Linked DNA regions of Mus musculus: all the other regions are linked to region 1. The links are chromatin contacts, called in public Hi-C, HiChIP or PLAC-seq and promoter capture Hi-C maps. All regions are on one chromosome and are shown on one strand. The core of a region is the stretch at or near the end of the contact, and the rest is flanking DNA. Distances in the headings are between cores, read along the strand shown.

What was found. Promoter capture Hi-C pulls out the DNA fragments that hold promoters and counts their contacts. A called contact is a pair of places that touch in the nucleus more often than the background predicts. HiChIP or PLAC-seq counts read pairs in DNA pulled down with a chosen protein or histone mark.
Region 2: a promoter capture Hi-C map of pre-B cells shows a contact between it and region 1, with 7 times the contacts expected there. The contact joins the promoter of Ddx59 here to the promoter of Ube2t in region 1. A contact is called at or near these places in 2 of 39 promoter capture datasets (liver and pre-B cells).
Region 3: a Hi-C map of B cells shows a contact between it and region 1, with 6 read pairs. The contact joins the promoter of Camsap2 here to the promoter of Ube2t in region 1. A contact is called at or near these places in 1 of 39 promoter capture datasets (liver) and 1 of 484 Hi-C or Micro-C datasets (B cells).
Region 4: a contact with region 1 is called in a promoter capture Hi-C map of liver, with 3 times the contacts expected there. The contact joins the promoter of Zc3h11a here to the promoter of Ube2t in region 1. A contact is called at or near these places in 4 of 39 promoter capture datasets (liver, neutrophils and pre-B cells) and 2 of 115 datasets of contacts at active chromatin or transcription factors (astrocytes and embryonic stem cells).
Region 5: an H3K27ac HiChIP or PLAC-seq map of extraembryonic endoderm stem cells shows a contact between it and region 1, with 6 times the contacts expected there. The contact joins the promoter of Lax1 here to the promoter of Ube2t in region 1. A contact is called at or near these places in 1 of 39 promoter capture datasets (pre-B cells) and 1 of 115 datasets of contacts at active chromatin or transcription factors (extraembryonic endoderm stem cells).

Annotation. Positions count from the first base shown.
Region 1 is chr1:134,961,246-134,964,006 of GRCm38.p6, reverse strand. It overlaps Ube2t (ubiquitin-conjugating enzyme E2T), which reads right to left and starts at 1,442. Exons shown (of 7, transcript NM_026024.3): 1 at 1,221-1,442.
Region 2 is chr1:136,413,905-136,416,665 of GRCm38.p6, reverse strand. Ddx59 (DEAD box helicase 59) reads right to left here and starts at 1,395. Exons shown (of 8, transcript NM_026500.3): 1 at 1,243-1,395; 2 at 1-84. The coding sequence starts at 73. It overlaps 9230116N13Rik (RIKEN cDNA 9230116N13 gene), which reads left to right and starts at 1,147. Exons shown (of 3, transcript NR_024328.1): 1 at 1,147-1,817.
Region 3 is chr1:136,344,763-136,347,523 of GRCm38.p6, reverse strand. Camsap2 (calmodulin regulated spectrin-associated protein family, member 2) reads left to right here and starts at 1,420. Exons shown (of 18, transcript NM_001347109.1): 1 at 1,420-2,225. The coding sequence starts at 2,087.
Region 4 is chr1:133,659,960-133,662,720 of GRCm38.p6, reverse strand. Zc3h11a (zinc finger CCCH type containing 11A) reads left to right here and starts at 1,322. Exons shown (of 18, transcript NM_001276767.1): 1 at 1,322-1,484. Zbed6 (zinc finger, BED type containing 6) reads left to right here and starts at 1,836. Exons shown (of 1, transcript NM_001166552.1): 1 at 1,836-2,761.
Region 5 is chr1:133,688,747-133,691,507 of GRCm38.p6, reverse strand. Lax1 (lymphocyte transmembrane adaptor 1) reads left to right here and starts at 1,400. Exons shown (of 6, transcript NM_001159649.1): 1 at 1,400-1,699; 2 at 2,504-2,687. The coding sequence starts at 2,602.

The sequences.
Region 1 (2,761 bases), core at 193-2,692:
TCAATTTGTAGACCAGGCTGACCTCAAACTTAAAGATTTGCTCGCCTCTGCTGGGATTTAAGCCATGTGCTCAGCCTCTATCGTTTTAAGCCTAATGAAGCCTTGTTATTGGGGGTGGGGTGAGGGAAGCATTGTGTGTGTTGGGTGGGGGGGCAGTATTTGGCTTACACTTCTACATCACAGTATACTGCTGAAGGAAGAAGGCAGGCCAGGAACTTAAACAGGACAGGAACCTGGAGGCAGGAGCTGATGCAGAGGCCACAGAGGGCTGCTGCTTACTGACTTTCTCCCCATGACTTGTTCAGCCAAAGCATTGCTATTTTATACAGAAATCTGAAGGACTATTTTCAGTAAAACGAAACAAAACTCTTGTAAATACAGGGGACTAGAAAAACAGTTCAGCGGGTTAAAGCCCTTGCTGCACAGGCCTGACAACTTGATTCAATCCCAGCAATCCACAGTAGGAGAGAACGCTCTCCTCAAAGTTGTCTTTGGGCAATCAATTACAATAAAACTACCTACAACTGTAAACTGTATCTTTATATAAAATAAGAACATAGTGGAAAGGCATGCTAATCAAATTAGAACGAGGGGGAAAAAGGCAGTTTCTCTCAAAGAAGCCATGAGACTATGATAACAATTGGTATATACAAAGTCTTCTCGGGTGAGAGATGGCTTAGCTGTTAAGAGCACTGGCAGCTCTTCCAGAGGACCCAGATTCAATTCCCAACATCCATCTGACATCTCATAACTAACACCGTCCTGTGCCTCCGAGGGCACCAGGCATACCCGTGGTGTGTATACATACATGCAGACAAACACTCATATACAAGAAAAGTAAATAAAAAATTAAAAAGTCCTTTGGTATAAAAGCCATGTGTTATCATGTATTTTATGAATATAAAGGGTTTTCACAGAGCCGGGGCTTGGGGGCATAGACACTGGAGGCGCCTAGGTAGAAGTCAGTTCCAGGTCAGCCTGGGCTACAGCGACACCTGTCTCACAAACAAAACGAAACCCTCAACCAAACAACCATAACAGAGTTCCTTACACTACGGCTTCAAAAGATATTTTCCTTTTAATTTTTTTTAAACCGGCGTTGTTAGCCTCTTTTCCAGTAACCACTCCCCGCAAACGTAAGCTTTTTACAACTGCACTGACTCTTCGTAAAATTCTTTGTGTCCCAGGCCTGAGGTAAATAAATAATCAATGCACAGAACCTGGGTAGGTGGCAGATGCTGGAGGTAGCCTTGGCGCGCCCAGGGCGGTTCGCTCTCCCCGCCGTGTTCCTCCCAGGGCCGCTCGGGTAGAAACGGGACTCCTTCCCCAGACTCTCCGTGACCTCGGGCTCGTTCCCTCAGGTGGCACTCGCAGCACCCGTCAGCAGCCCCACTTACCGCGGCGCGCCTCTGCTGTGCTCACGCGGAACCGCGGAGACCGTTGGAATGACTCCACCCCCTTCCAGGAGAGGACTGTGATTGGTCCGCAGCAAACCTGGGGGAGGCGCGCGCCCGCCTATTGGCCACCGCTCAGAGCTTGCGTCCGCTCACGCACCGCTCAAATTGGCGCGCGCACGCGTATCCGGAATTCTCAGTTCCCGCTGTGGTCTTGTTTGTAAATCGACTGTGAGCTGGGAAGGCTGGGAAGTCATCTACAGGAGAGGAAAAAAAAAAGGCAACTGGACACGCTTAATCTGGAGAAGTGACTGCTGAGTAGCTGCCTTTATATCTTTGTTGTGGTTCTGTGGAACGGGGTCTCGCGATGCAACCCTTGCTTAGCTTGGAATTTGCTATGTAGCTCAGGCTAGCCTGAGACTCCTGGCACTCCTACGCAGCTTCCCAATGGCTACCAGGTCACCCAGGCTTTAAGCAATGACAGGGGAAACTTTACAACTTCATTTAAGATCAGTAGTCTAAAGATACAAGTTAGCCGAGCACGGTCGCGCAGGCATGTTGAAATAAAAAGGTGAGAATTTGAGACCAGCCTTGGGTACATAGATTTCCTCCAGATGAAAAAAGATTTTTTTTTTTAATTTATAATTCTGGTGAACAAAGCATTCCATCAGGACTCTGAAGAGTAAAGTGGATGGAGTAAATTTCTCCACCACTGGAAATGTTCATATGGAAGCTTCAACCTGTTAGGGGTTAACGCAAGAGATCCTCTGCACTGTGAGGAAGTTAAGGATTTCCCCCTCCCTCTCCCTGAAAACAAGCCCGCTCTTCCTACATACTGTGCCAGCCTTTGATCCCTTTGAGTCACACACCAACCACGGAATAAATGACTTTCAAGCGCTCTTCCACCTCTAGAAAGGTATTTTCTAAGCAACCAAGTGCATGATTATAGCCAAGTCAGCTTTGAGGGCACAGCTGCGAGTGCCAAAAGTGGGTAGTCCTTGGGAGAGAAAGGAAAGCTTAAGACCTGAGACTCAGCAGAACTGGAATTGGTTTCAACTCTGGGAACCCTGGGGGTGGGACCAGAAATCAATCAAGGAATCACCTTTCTCTTTCACTGCTCCTAGCTTTTTGTACAGCTCCATAGCATAGACCTAGCAGTCGGTCTTTCTGAACTTCGAAGCTAATATAATTTTGGCTACCGCGGTGATGTCTGCATTTAGTCCAAACTGATGTTAAGCTACAGCTGGTTCCTCATGGAGGTTTTTATGGTGTGTTTTGTCTTCTGGAGACCCTCAGACTCATTAGGACTCTGACTGACTCTGCTCTGGGCTTCCCCAATTTAGTTGTAGGACTGAGCCAGAGGGTAG
Region 2 (2,761 bases), core at 146-2,645, 1.5 Mb before region 1:
TTTTTTTAGCTTCACCGCTTTTGAGGTCATCATTAGAACTCCTCTTGATTTTCAAAGATCTTGGAACAAACATTCTTCAACATTCTGTTGAGGAAATTGCACCATGAGATATATTTTACCCTCAATTAAGCTCCCATGTTAGCCCATACGATGTTGTGTCAGAGAATTTTACTCAGGGCAATAGTGAAGCCGTCATGTCCCTACTTAAGCCAACTTCCACTTATCAATTTCCTCTGGGGGAAGGGATACAGTCTTTTTCCTCAGACACTGCCCTATGAAACACTGCCTACGGTTCCCCACAACCTTGCTGTGCACGCCACCTGTTTCTGTTGACCCATCACTTGTACTATTATGGAGCAGGTATTATAGAAATTCTACAGCATATCCTTCAATTGCATTTTCACACAAGAAGATACTTCACAATTAAGAATCTTAAAAAAATCAAAACAACAGTTCAAAAGGGGAAAATGCAATTATATTTATATACATAAGAGTGCTCATTCTCCGTCGTTTTTTGCTAATCTTCACAACCTGGGAAAGTAGGTCACTGCAACCCTAAGTTCATATATGTATATATTTACATGATATACATATCAGGTAGCATAATCGATACATGTATATTGAATGATTGGGAATGTACTTCAGTGGTAGAGTGCTTTGCTAGCAAGTGAGAGTCTGAGTTCCACATTCCAAAGAAAAACACTGATATATACACACACACAGAAGCAGATGAAAACTCCAGCCACCTAGGAATTAAGTTTATTTATTCAAATAACAATTCCTAAGTGTTAGAAACCAAGTATTCCTGCTCTGGAGAACAAATTAGTGATTGGGGAAAGAATGTTTAACATTTTGGGACCATGAAATAAACTTAATTTTCTCAAAAACAAAACAAAACTTAAGAAATCGCTAGTACCCATTTTCTATTAAAAAAAAAAAAAACCAACAAAAAACATGGCACCCAAACCGCCTGAAGCTTCTGAGGAGCGGGAATGGGTGGGGCGCTCGGGGCGGCAGAGCCGACAACCTCCTCCTCCGGCTCCAGGCAACGCCCGCATCCCGCGCATTCCCGCCCTCCCCACCCGCCCGCGGGCCCGCGCTCCAGGCACGCGCACGTCACGAGGACCCCGGCGAGCGGCGTGACTTAGTCCGCAGCCGCCGTCCAGCACGCAGGTTACGCCGGAGCACAGGAGCGGGAGCCGGAGGCCCGAGGCCCGAGCTGCCAGGGCGGCGCACGCTCACCCGCGCGGACCGGGCCGCGTCCGTTCCCGCTCGGGCCGCTCCGGTCCAGGCGCAGGGCCGAGTTTCCGGCCGAGTAGCCGGGAAGCTCCGCAATCCCAGCCAGGGTTTGAGGGCCCCGCGCCTGCGCACAGCGGGAGGCGGAGCTTCATCTGGCCACGCCCTCGCGGTGACGCGCTGCGGAGGGCGGTGCACAGGGTAGCGGGCAGATGTGGGAATCCTTTTGGAAGGCTCTAGCATGGAGTAGGCTGGTGAGAAAGGATTGCCAGGAAGGGCGGGGCCCTCCACGCTTAGAAAGTGGGAAGTTTGAGTGGGCCAGGAAAACCTCCTGTCAGATACTGAGAATAACTCGAGAATCCGAGCAACTTGATATGGCGTAGTTAATATGCCAAATATTCATAGATGCAGCACTCCGCCCCGCGCTGTGTAAACCAAAACTAAAACCAACCTTCAAAGTCTCCCTAGTTCCAACGGGTGGCCTTCACTTTGCCAACTTCTGGAACAGCCTGACAGGTCCCAGGACTTGCACTTCTGTTGGGGTGGGGAGGAAGTTGGACAGGAGAAGCAGGGAAATAGAGGTGAGGTTTTGGGTGTTATTTTTTTTTGAAAGATACATTTCGACCCAATATTTGATGCATACAAAATTAATTTACCAGCTACGTTAAGTGTGAAAATACTAATAAAACAAAACTCTGACTTTTATGTTGGCATTAGTAAATTAATAAACGCTAAAGCATTTCTGTATCGGATTCTACTTGCTTCGTTATGGTGTGTGGGTGTGTGTTCAGCTTGCCATTTTTGGTAGATACATTTGGCTGACAATGTTTTGTTTACCTTTTGAGCGTTATAAAAATAATGCATACCATATATATTTATGTATGTGTAGCCTTCCAGTATTTGCTTTAAAAAAAAGATTTATTTTATTTATATGAGTGCACTGTAGCAGTCTTCAGACACACCAGAAGAGGGCGTCAGATCTCATTACAGATGGTTGTGAGACACCATGTGGTTGCTGGGATTTGGACTCAGGACCTCTGGAAGAGCAGTCAGTGCTCCTAACCGCTGAGCCACCTCTCCAGCCCCAGTATTTCCTCTATTAACTTTTTTTTCTATGATTCACTGAAATGTACTATAGAAATTAACTTTACTGGTCAGATAAATGGGATACTGTTCCTGTCAAGACTGTACTTAGTTTCATAACACATGTGAATATGGGATCACGTTACATCCTTTGTCTATAGGACATACAGTAAATGTGTGCATTTTTCTGAGTTTGAAGGTTATAAACTTGCACTCTTACCTGAGTTTGCTGACATGTAATTTGCCTATTCCCAATATAAATAAATACTTTTGAACTTAATGTATATTCATAACTTTATTATTTTTTCTTATTTTGGTCTTCTAAGAAAGGGTCTCATGTCTGGCGTTAGACTCATTATGTACCAGAGTATGGCCCTGAACTTCTGATCTTCCGCTTCCACCTTCCAAGTGCTGGAGTTAACTGGCATGTGCCACATGGCCA
Region 3 (2,761 bases), core at 171-2,670, 1.4 Mb before region 1:
TGAGAAAAACCCTATTAATATTAATTGAATTACTAAAAAAATATGCCAATCACCCAATGGCATATTATTTCTAGTGCCTTTTTTCCTGCTTGGCATTGTTAGTGGGGCTTATCTGTAATGCCTTATTGGGTTCAAGGAGGAGTGTTTCTGGGGATTAAACAGAAATCAAAAGGGAGGGGCTTGCTCCTGGAGCTGCCCTTTTCGATAGTAGGGATCAAAACGCCTCCCCTCATGTTTCATATGTCTCCCATCTTAACGGCTGATGATAATAGGGAGGCCCTAGTCGTACAAAGTAAGATAGTTCTGGGTTCAGACTGTGACTATGCCTTTACTATATCTGCAATTTAAGAGGCTTTTCTGACTCTTAGCTCTCTCATCTGTAAAATGAAAACCACCCAGGATTACATAAATTAAAATCAGATGTGTTAAAACAAGAAGTGGGGAATTAGAAAGTTAACCAAACTCGGTGTTAACTACAGTAACATTCTCCCTTTGACCCTAGACATTGATAGAGCAACTACTGTGAGGTTTAGCATCATATAGGTGTCAGAGACAAGGCAAGTCAGCTTGAAAGCTAAAGACAGTTGGTGGTTGGAATGCAGTGTGACAAGTTATGACATAAAGGACATACATTGCTCTGGAATCAGTTCTGCACGGGAAGTTGGCAGTATCAGGGAAGGCTTTCTGGAGGGAGTGACTACTGTGGACAGAGACCACAGAGACAGGCAGCGCACAGCTCTGAGAAAGCATACCCATGTGGGGGAACGGAGAGAGTTCTGGCAAGACGAACTGCGACAAATCATAATTGTGGATGTTCTTTGTGGAAGGGTTTATGTTTCTTTCTACGAGGAAACAGAAGGTACCAAAAAACCGGATCCTTCACTTAGAAAACTTAAGTGGGGAGTATCAAGTTAAAACGTCATGACGTGAAATGTATACAGCTTTGGAGAGTTTAAACCTGACCTTCAACCCTGGTTAAACCCCATGGGTGACTTAAGTTACTGCATCCCTCCATAATTTCGTGGTCAACCAGCTGTATCACCTCTCTCAGGGTTACTGCAAGGATTAAATGGGTGTGCAAGGCAAATTCTCAGCAATACGCGTGTGACATAAGCAGCATTTGAAACAAATATCAATTCTCTTGGCTGAACCACGTGTAGCGGGAGGAGAAAAGCCTCTCCTCTCCCTTTCTTTCCTTCCCTCGTCCAGCAGTGTCGGCGGCAGCAGCCCAAAGCTGCGGATGTACAGAACGTCCAATCCAGCGGGCACTGTGCTGATTAATGGATAGGGGCGCGGAGCCCATCGCGGGCGGCAGCGAGGCTGGGCATGCTCAGTGCGCATGGCGGCGCAAGACAGCGGCGGGGGCGGGGCCGGGCGCGCCAGGCGCATGCTCAGTGTTCCCATCTGCTCTTTCCATCCAGTGCCGCAGCCGGAAAACCGCAGCGACGGCGGCGGCGGCGGCTGAAGGGGAGCGAGGCGTCCGGCCACGGGAGGGGTAGCGGAAAATACGAGGACAAGCCCGATAAGGCAGGAGCCGAGGGCCCGTGATTTGATTTGCGGCCTCCCCCAGGCCGCTGCCTTGGCCCTGAGCTGCGCCGAGGAGGCGGGCGGCGGCGATCGGAGCGCCGGAGAAGCGCCGGGCCGCGGGCGGCTCGCGCGCTGCAGCGATTCTGACGTTTTCCGCGGCGGGTCCCGCGGCCCGAGGGGCGGCCGTGAGTGAGGCGGGGCGTGCGCGCTCCGCCATGGCGGGGACACTGTCCGCGACGTGATCGTCCAGGCTGCCCCCGCCCGAGCATTCCGGGCCCTCTCAGCCGCCACCCTCCTGCGAGCCCGTGTGACTAAACGGAGACAAAGGGGAGGCGGAGGGGCAGACCCGGGCCGGAGCGAGCGCGGCCGGGTGCCGCCTCACGTCTATGCCCGGGGCCGCGGCGGCTCCCGCGGGCGGCGGACTCGCGACGAGCACAGCTGAGCTTTTCCGTGCCCGGCGCCCGGGAGGGCCGCGACCGGCGCGGACGATCTGAACTCCTCTCTCCGCCACACCATGTGAAGGCCGTCGTCCCTCCATCCCAACCAGCCGCCGTGAAAGATGGGGGATGCTGCAGACCCGCGGGAGATGAGAAGGACGTTCATTGTTCCAGCCATCAAACCCTTTGACCACTATGACTTCTCCAGGGCCAAAATCGCCTGCAATCTGGCCTGGCTGGTGGCCAAAGCCTTTGGGACAGGTAAGTGGTGTCGTCCCTTTCCTCTTCCTCCCGATGCTGTCCACATCCCAGTTTTTGTTCCTGATTCCAGCCCCCTCCCCCATGTGTATCTTCCGGTACAGGTTTAGGGAGATGACGGGAGACGAGCTCTAGGAGAAAGAAAGAAGGCAGGTTTGGTCTTAAATGAGGTGCCCTTGACTGACGCGGGAGGGGTTGACCGGGTTCCTTTTATTGAATAGCGTGTGTCTAAATTCCGCGAGCAAATTATCGTGTTTTCCCAAAATGGCTCTAATGTGTGGTGTTTTCCTTATTATCTTGCATACGTTTCCCTTTCGGTCATAATTGTGGTTACCATACCAAGAAATCTGAGCTTATTACTGGAAGAAGGTGGGGTACTATATTGATCTTGACATTTGTAATGGTGGTTGCTAGTCAGGCTATGTAGGATGAAAGGTGGTCAGTGTTGAAGTGCAGTATCTTTTGTAGGCGTTCCTTACTCCTCTCACAGCCTTTCATACACATTCCAAATTCTCGTTAAGCCACCCATTAAAACCACT
Region 4 (2,761 bases), core at 73-2,572, 1.3 Mb after region 1:
CAAGGCCAACCTGGTCTACAAAGTGACTTCCAGGACAGCCAGGGCCACACAGAGAAACCCTGTCTTGAAGAAAACAAAAACAAAAACAAAACAAAAAAAAGATTGTTGTCTGATGGGTGTTCCTGTCACAGTATACTTTTAAATGTCAGAGGACAACTTTATGGGTTTTGGGGATGGAATTGAGGCATACATGGAAAGTGCTTTACATACTGCACGATCTTGTAACTTTCTTATCAAACATGGATTATTTTTCTAACACACGTTGTTTTAAGAAAACAAACAAATGGGCTGGAGAGAAGGCTCAGTGGTTAAGAGCACTGACTGCTCTTCCAGAGGTCCTGAGTTCAATTCCCAGCAACCACATGGTGGCTCACAACCATCTGTAATAGGATCTGATGCCCTCTTCTGGTGTGTCTGAAGACAGCTTCAGTGTACTCATATAAAATAAATAAACCTTAAAAAAGAAAGAAAGAAAAAAAGAAAGAAAGAAGGAAGGAGAGAAAGAAAGAAGGAAGGAAGGAGAGAAAGAAAGAAAGAAAGAAAGAAAGAAAGAAAGAAAGAAAGGAAGAAAGAAAGAAAGAAAGAAAGACAGACAAAACTAGCCAGGCATGGTAGCAGATGCCTGTGGCACTAGCACTCAAGGAGAGGAAGAATTGCTAAAGATTGGAGGCTAGCCTGGTCTACAGAGCAAGTTCCAGGTTAGGAGTTCATAGTATATCTGTCTCAAAAGCCAAAACAAACAAACAGATAAATGTGATTAAGTAAAGGAAAGCATCCAGAGCAGAACTTCTGCTATGGAAGTCCTTCAACTTTGCAAGAGAAAAGTAGTTTTTGTTTTTGTTTTTGTTTTTGTTTTTGTTTTGTTTTGTGATACAGGACTCTCTAAATAGTCCTGGCTGTTTTGGAACTCACTATATAGATCTGGGTGTTCTCAAACTCACAGAGACTTGCTTGCCTCTGCTTCTTAAGTGCTGCCACAACAGGTCAGTTAGTTCGGAGCTAATTTTTAATTAAATGTCTATCAGGTTTGGAAGGCTCATTATACACACTCTGGTTAACATAAATTGAATGTTTGGTATCTGGTAGACAGGTTTCTTGCTTCTCTCCTTGATTTTACAACAAAACAAAACTTTCGTGAAGAATAATTTTCTGATAGGCATCCGGGTCCACAGAAAGAAATTCCGGTCCCCGTGCCTCCGTGACACGTGACCCTATGACCCAAGAAGCCATTTTAAGGCTGGCCTCATAGAGGAAACTACAACTCCCAGAATGCCTGCGCTTTGCGTCGTGCTGGCACTTTCACTGGCCCAGCCTTAAAGGCGAGCCTGTAGCCGGGCGCCATCTTTGACGCTGGCAGTCCTGGGTTTCTGCTTGTTCGGCTGCTGTGAGGACGGCGGGCGACCGCAGCTAAGAAAAGAGAAAGACGTGGCAGCACGCGGGAGTCGGAGACATTGTCATCGGTTCGGTAAAGTTTCTGTTCTCTGGTAACTAGACCCATTTTTTGATTCCCGGGTGACTTGGGGCCTGGGAGGGAGAAGAGGGCGAGGGGAGTGGCAGCGGCCTCCCCTCGCCCGACTTTCGGCCTAGCCCGGGAAGTCTGAACCGGGCCCATCAGCACGGCAGCTACCCGGACTCCCGCCGGCGGCCCCGGCCTGCTGGGCTCCTAGGCAGACTTCAGCTCACTTTCCCACCCTCCCTGCCCCCACCCGCTCCGCCCCACCCCCACGGCGCCTGCTCCCTTACTTACCAACCTCTTCCCCCTCCCCCCACATCCGGTGTTCCCGAACCGGGATTCCCGGGTAGCCCCGGAAAAGCGACTGTTTCGGACCCCCGGAGGGGGAACTGACACTAGGTTGCTCTCTTCCGGGAATCAGTTTCTTTAGTTAGCTGGCCCTCCCTCCCGAGATCAGATCAAGTGCCTGGACCCGACTTTACCTCCTCGCCTTCCTCTCTAGGGTCCCACTACTTTGGAGGTTTTCTAATATTCCACATACAGAGTCGAATTCTGGTATCCTATTCCCATTCCCTACCCTGATTACTCTCCCGCCCAAGCCTTCATCCTCGAAGTCAAGAGCTACAGGGACTCTTCGTTCTTGTAGGATTGGTGAGATCGTACGAAGAACACCCCTTAGACGCCCATAATCGGTGCGGATCCCCATGGGGAAGGCTCGTTTTGTTGACATCTACCAGGCTTTGGTTCTGAACCCAGAGAAGGCGGCTGTGCAGCTAGTGGTAGCCATGCTTTCGTAGGGTAAACGTGTTGGTATTGAGGGGAGGGGAGGGGGCCCACGGAAAAGGAATGGAAGTGGTTTAAAGCTTATTTTAGTTTGGCTGCTCATAGAATGTCAATTTATGAGTTATTTACAGGTTGTATGTAATGTTGCTTCAGTCTAAAAATATGAACTCTTGATAGAAACCGTAAATGAAGAATATAGCTTGTTACCTTGTTTTGAAATTTTATTTCCAGTTAATTTTTCTTCAGCCACCTATAGTTTTCAAAATATCAGAACAGAAAGGGCACAGCTAGCGCTTACTGCTAATGCCTAGTATGTGGAATCTGATTTAGCTGGCCGGAATTGACTTTTTAGGTTGTATTGGCAAGTCAGTCTTAAATGATGACTGTTGAGTGGTGCACTAAGCTTAAGTGAAATTTCCTGAAAATATTCCCGAAGTTAAGGGAAAGCCAGTGTTGTTGTCGTGTGGATTCACTAAAAGTACATATTTTAAGAACTGAAGGCATTTCCAGCAGATGAAGTTCTTG
Region 5 (2,761 bases), core at 151-2,650, 1.3 Mb after region 1:
CTTTCTCCCAAGCTTGGGAGCTTGAGGTAAATGCTGGCGAGAAACCCAGCAGTACCTGAAATGAGAGGTTACCCAGGACTGGGACTGGCTGCAGCAGAGCCAGGCCAGCAACAGATAGCCCCTCACCAGAAGCCCTGAGGAAGAAACAGTGGCCAACGGCCCTGTAACCCGGGCTCGGTTCCATTCCCACTATGATACCGGAACAGAGGCTCTGAGAGTATGAAACTCAGCTCACCTCTGGCATTATCACCTGCAGAAGATCTATTTATGAAGCCAGTCCACCCACGGAACCACAAGCGGGTGCCAGCTCTGTACAGCTCTCTAAACAACTAATTCTAGCTCTTTTGAGATCTGCTAAGAACCATTCTAAGGCCAGCATTGGTGGTACACTTTTTCAATCCCAGCCCTTAGGAGACAGAGGCTGGAGGACCTCTGAGAGTTTGAGGTCAGCCAGCCTGGCCTGTGTAGTGAAATACAGAACAGGGCAGTGGTGGCACACGCCTTTAATCCCAGCACTCAGGAGGTAGAGGCAGTCGGGTTTCTGAGTTCGAGGCCAGCCTGGTCTACAAAGTATGTTCCAGGCCAGCCAGGGCTATACAGAGAAACCCTGTCTCGAAAAACCAAAAAGAGAGGGGGGGGGAGGGAGGGAGGGAGGGAGGGAGGGAGGGAGGAAGGGAGGGAGGGAGGGAGGGAGGAAGAAAGAAAGAAAGAAAGAAAGAAAGAAAGAAAGAAAGAAAGAAAGAAAGAAAGAAAGAAAGAAAGAAAGAAAGAAAGAAAGAAAAGCCATGGATGTGTAGAGAAACCCTGTCTTGGGTTGGGAGCAGGGGTAAGAACCATTCTGAGCCCTGAGCCTGATTCACACCTGTAAGCACATCACCAGGGACATTAAGACAAGAAGCTACTATGAGTTCAGTCAACTTGACCTCTGAAGGGAGATCTGCCTCACAAAAACAAAAAACAAAAAAAACATAGTGTGCAAGATGGTTCATTGGATACAAACACTTGCCTCTGTCCAACACCCTAGTTTGACTCTTGAGACCAACACAGTAAGTAGGAAAGAACACACTCCCTCCAGTGTTCTCTGACCCCCACTCATGTGGCACGGCATGTGTGCAGACACAGTAAATAGATGTGAAAAGCATAAATAAGTAAAGATAACCAATGACAATAGCTACGCAAGCACATTGTCTTGAACCTTCGAATTTTGACCCTAGAGGTTTTTAACACTCAGAAAAACAGGGTGAATAGTCATGTCTCTGACTCTTCAACCACATGGGCCCCAGATGCCAGAGTGCCTGTGGGGAACAGGAGGGCTGAAGGTGGGTTTCCTGCTGTCTGGGTTGAGCGGAGCATTTCCTGTGCCCTGGCCTTATTAGCACACCGGTGGAGGGTGCTTCCTGTCAGCGACTTTCCATTCTGCCAGAGTGGTTTGCTGTTTTCACACTGCCCTGGGGGTTGGAGGAAGAAGATTTTCTCACGAAAACGCTGGGCCTCTTGACAGTCGCCTCCCTACTCCCCCACAGGCCCCTCATGTTTCCATCAACTGGCAGAAACTAGAGAGTGGCCCTACTGCTTCACACTGGGAGCACAGACAGCTGGGTGAGAAAGAGCACGGCTCCTGCAGTGGGCATTGTGGCCACCTCCAGTAGACCAACTCTGATGAACCTTCTACCAACTCAGCCTGGAATTTCAGGTGAAGGTAGGGAGGTTTGGGTCTTATTACTATTGTTGTTGCTGTTAGTAGTAGTAGTGGTGGTACAGCCGTTCTGTGTGTGTGTGTGTGTGTGTGTGTGTGTGTGTGTGTGTGTGTGTCTCGGAAGATCAGAAGATAATTTGTAGGAACCGGTTCTTGCCTTCCACTATGCATGCAGAGGGTAAACTTGGGTCATTAAACTGGCAGTAAGTACCTTTACCTGCAGAGCCATCGCACCAGCCCAAAGAAGGCAGTTTGTTGGGAGAACATTCTAGAACAGAAGATTAAAAGCTTCAGAAAGAAACAAAAACTAAAAACCAGTTTTGTATGTGAGAACCTTGGTGAATATGATCTAGGAAGAATGACTGGGAGGTGGCTGCATTGCATGAGGTACTCGAAGCCCTGGGGTTCCAGCTCCAGAACCACCTTCATGAGTGCGGTGGTGCACACCTGGAAATCCCAGTGCTGAGGGAGCAGAGGCAGAGGATCAGAGTTCAAGATCCTACACCCCCCATATATGTATATGTATATGTATATGTATATGTATATGTATATGTATATGTATATGTATATGTATATGTATATGTATGTGTATATATGTGTATATATATATATACATATATATATATGTATATATATATATATCATCTTGGGTACTTAAATAAGAAATTTCAATAGTACAAAATGATACAATTTGGAATACATAGGGATTTGGAGAATTTTCTGTCATTCTATTATCTACTTTTTTTTTAAAAGGTGATTATATGCAAAATGCATACCAGTTTACCCTTTTTCCCCTCTATGAATCAGCAACTTAGAAAGAGCTAAGAAAAGTGGAAGCCATACTGGCTAGTCAGTCACGACACTGAAAAGGCTTAGAAGCTGCAAAGCCCCTCAGAGGTCCAGTGATGTACAGCACCCCGGCCCCTCCAGAGGTCACAAGAAGGAACTCAGAGCCCAGCACTCGGCAGGGGACTCTTGGCAGCCTGCAGGGGTGAGTGCTTTGGGAAAGTGAGCCCCAGGGTCCCCTGATCTCCTACAGGAATGGTCTATTTCCAACCCAGACCT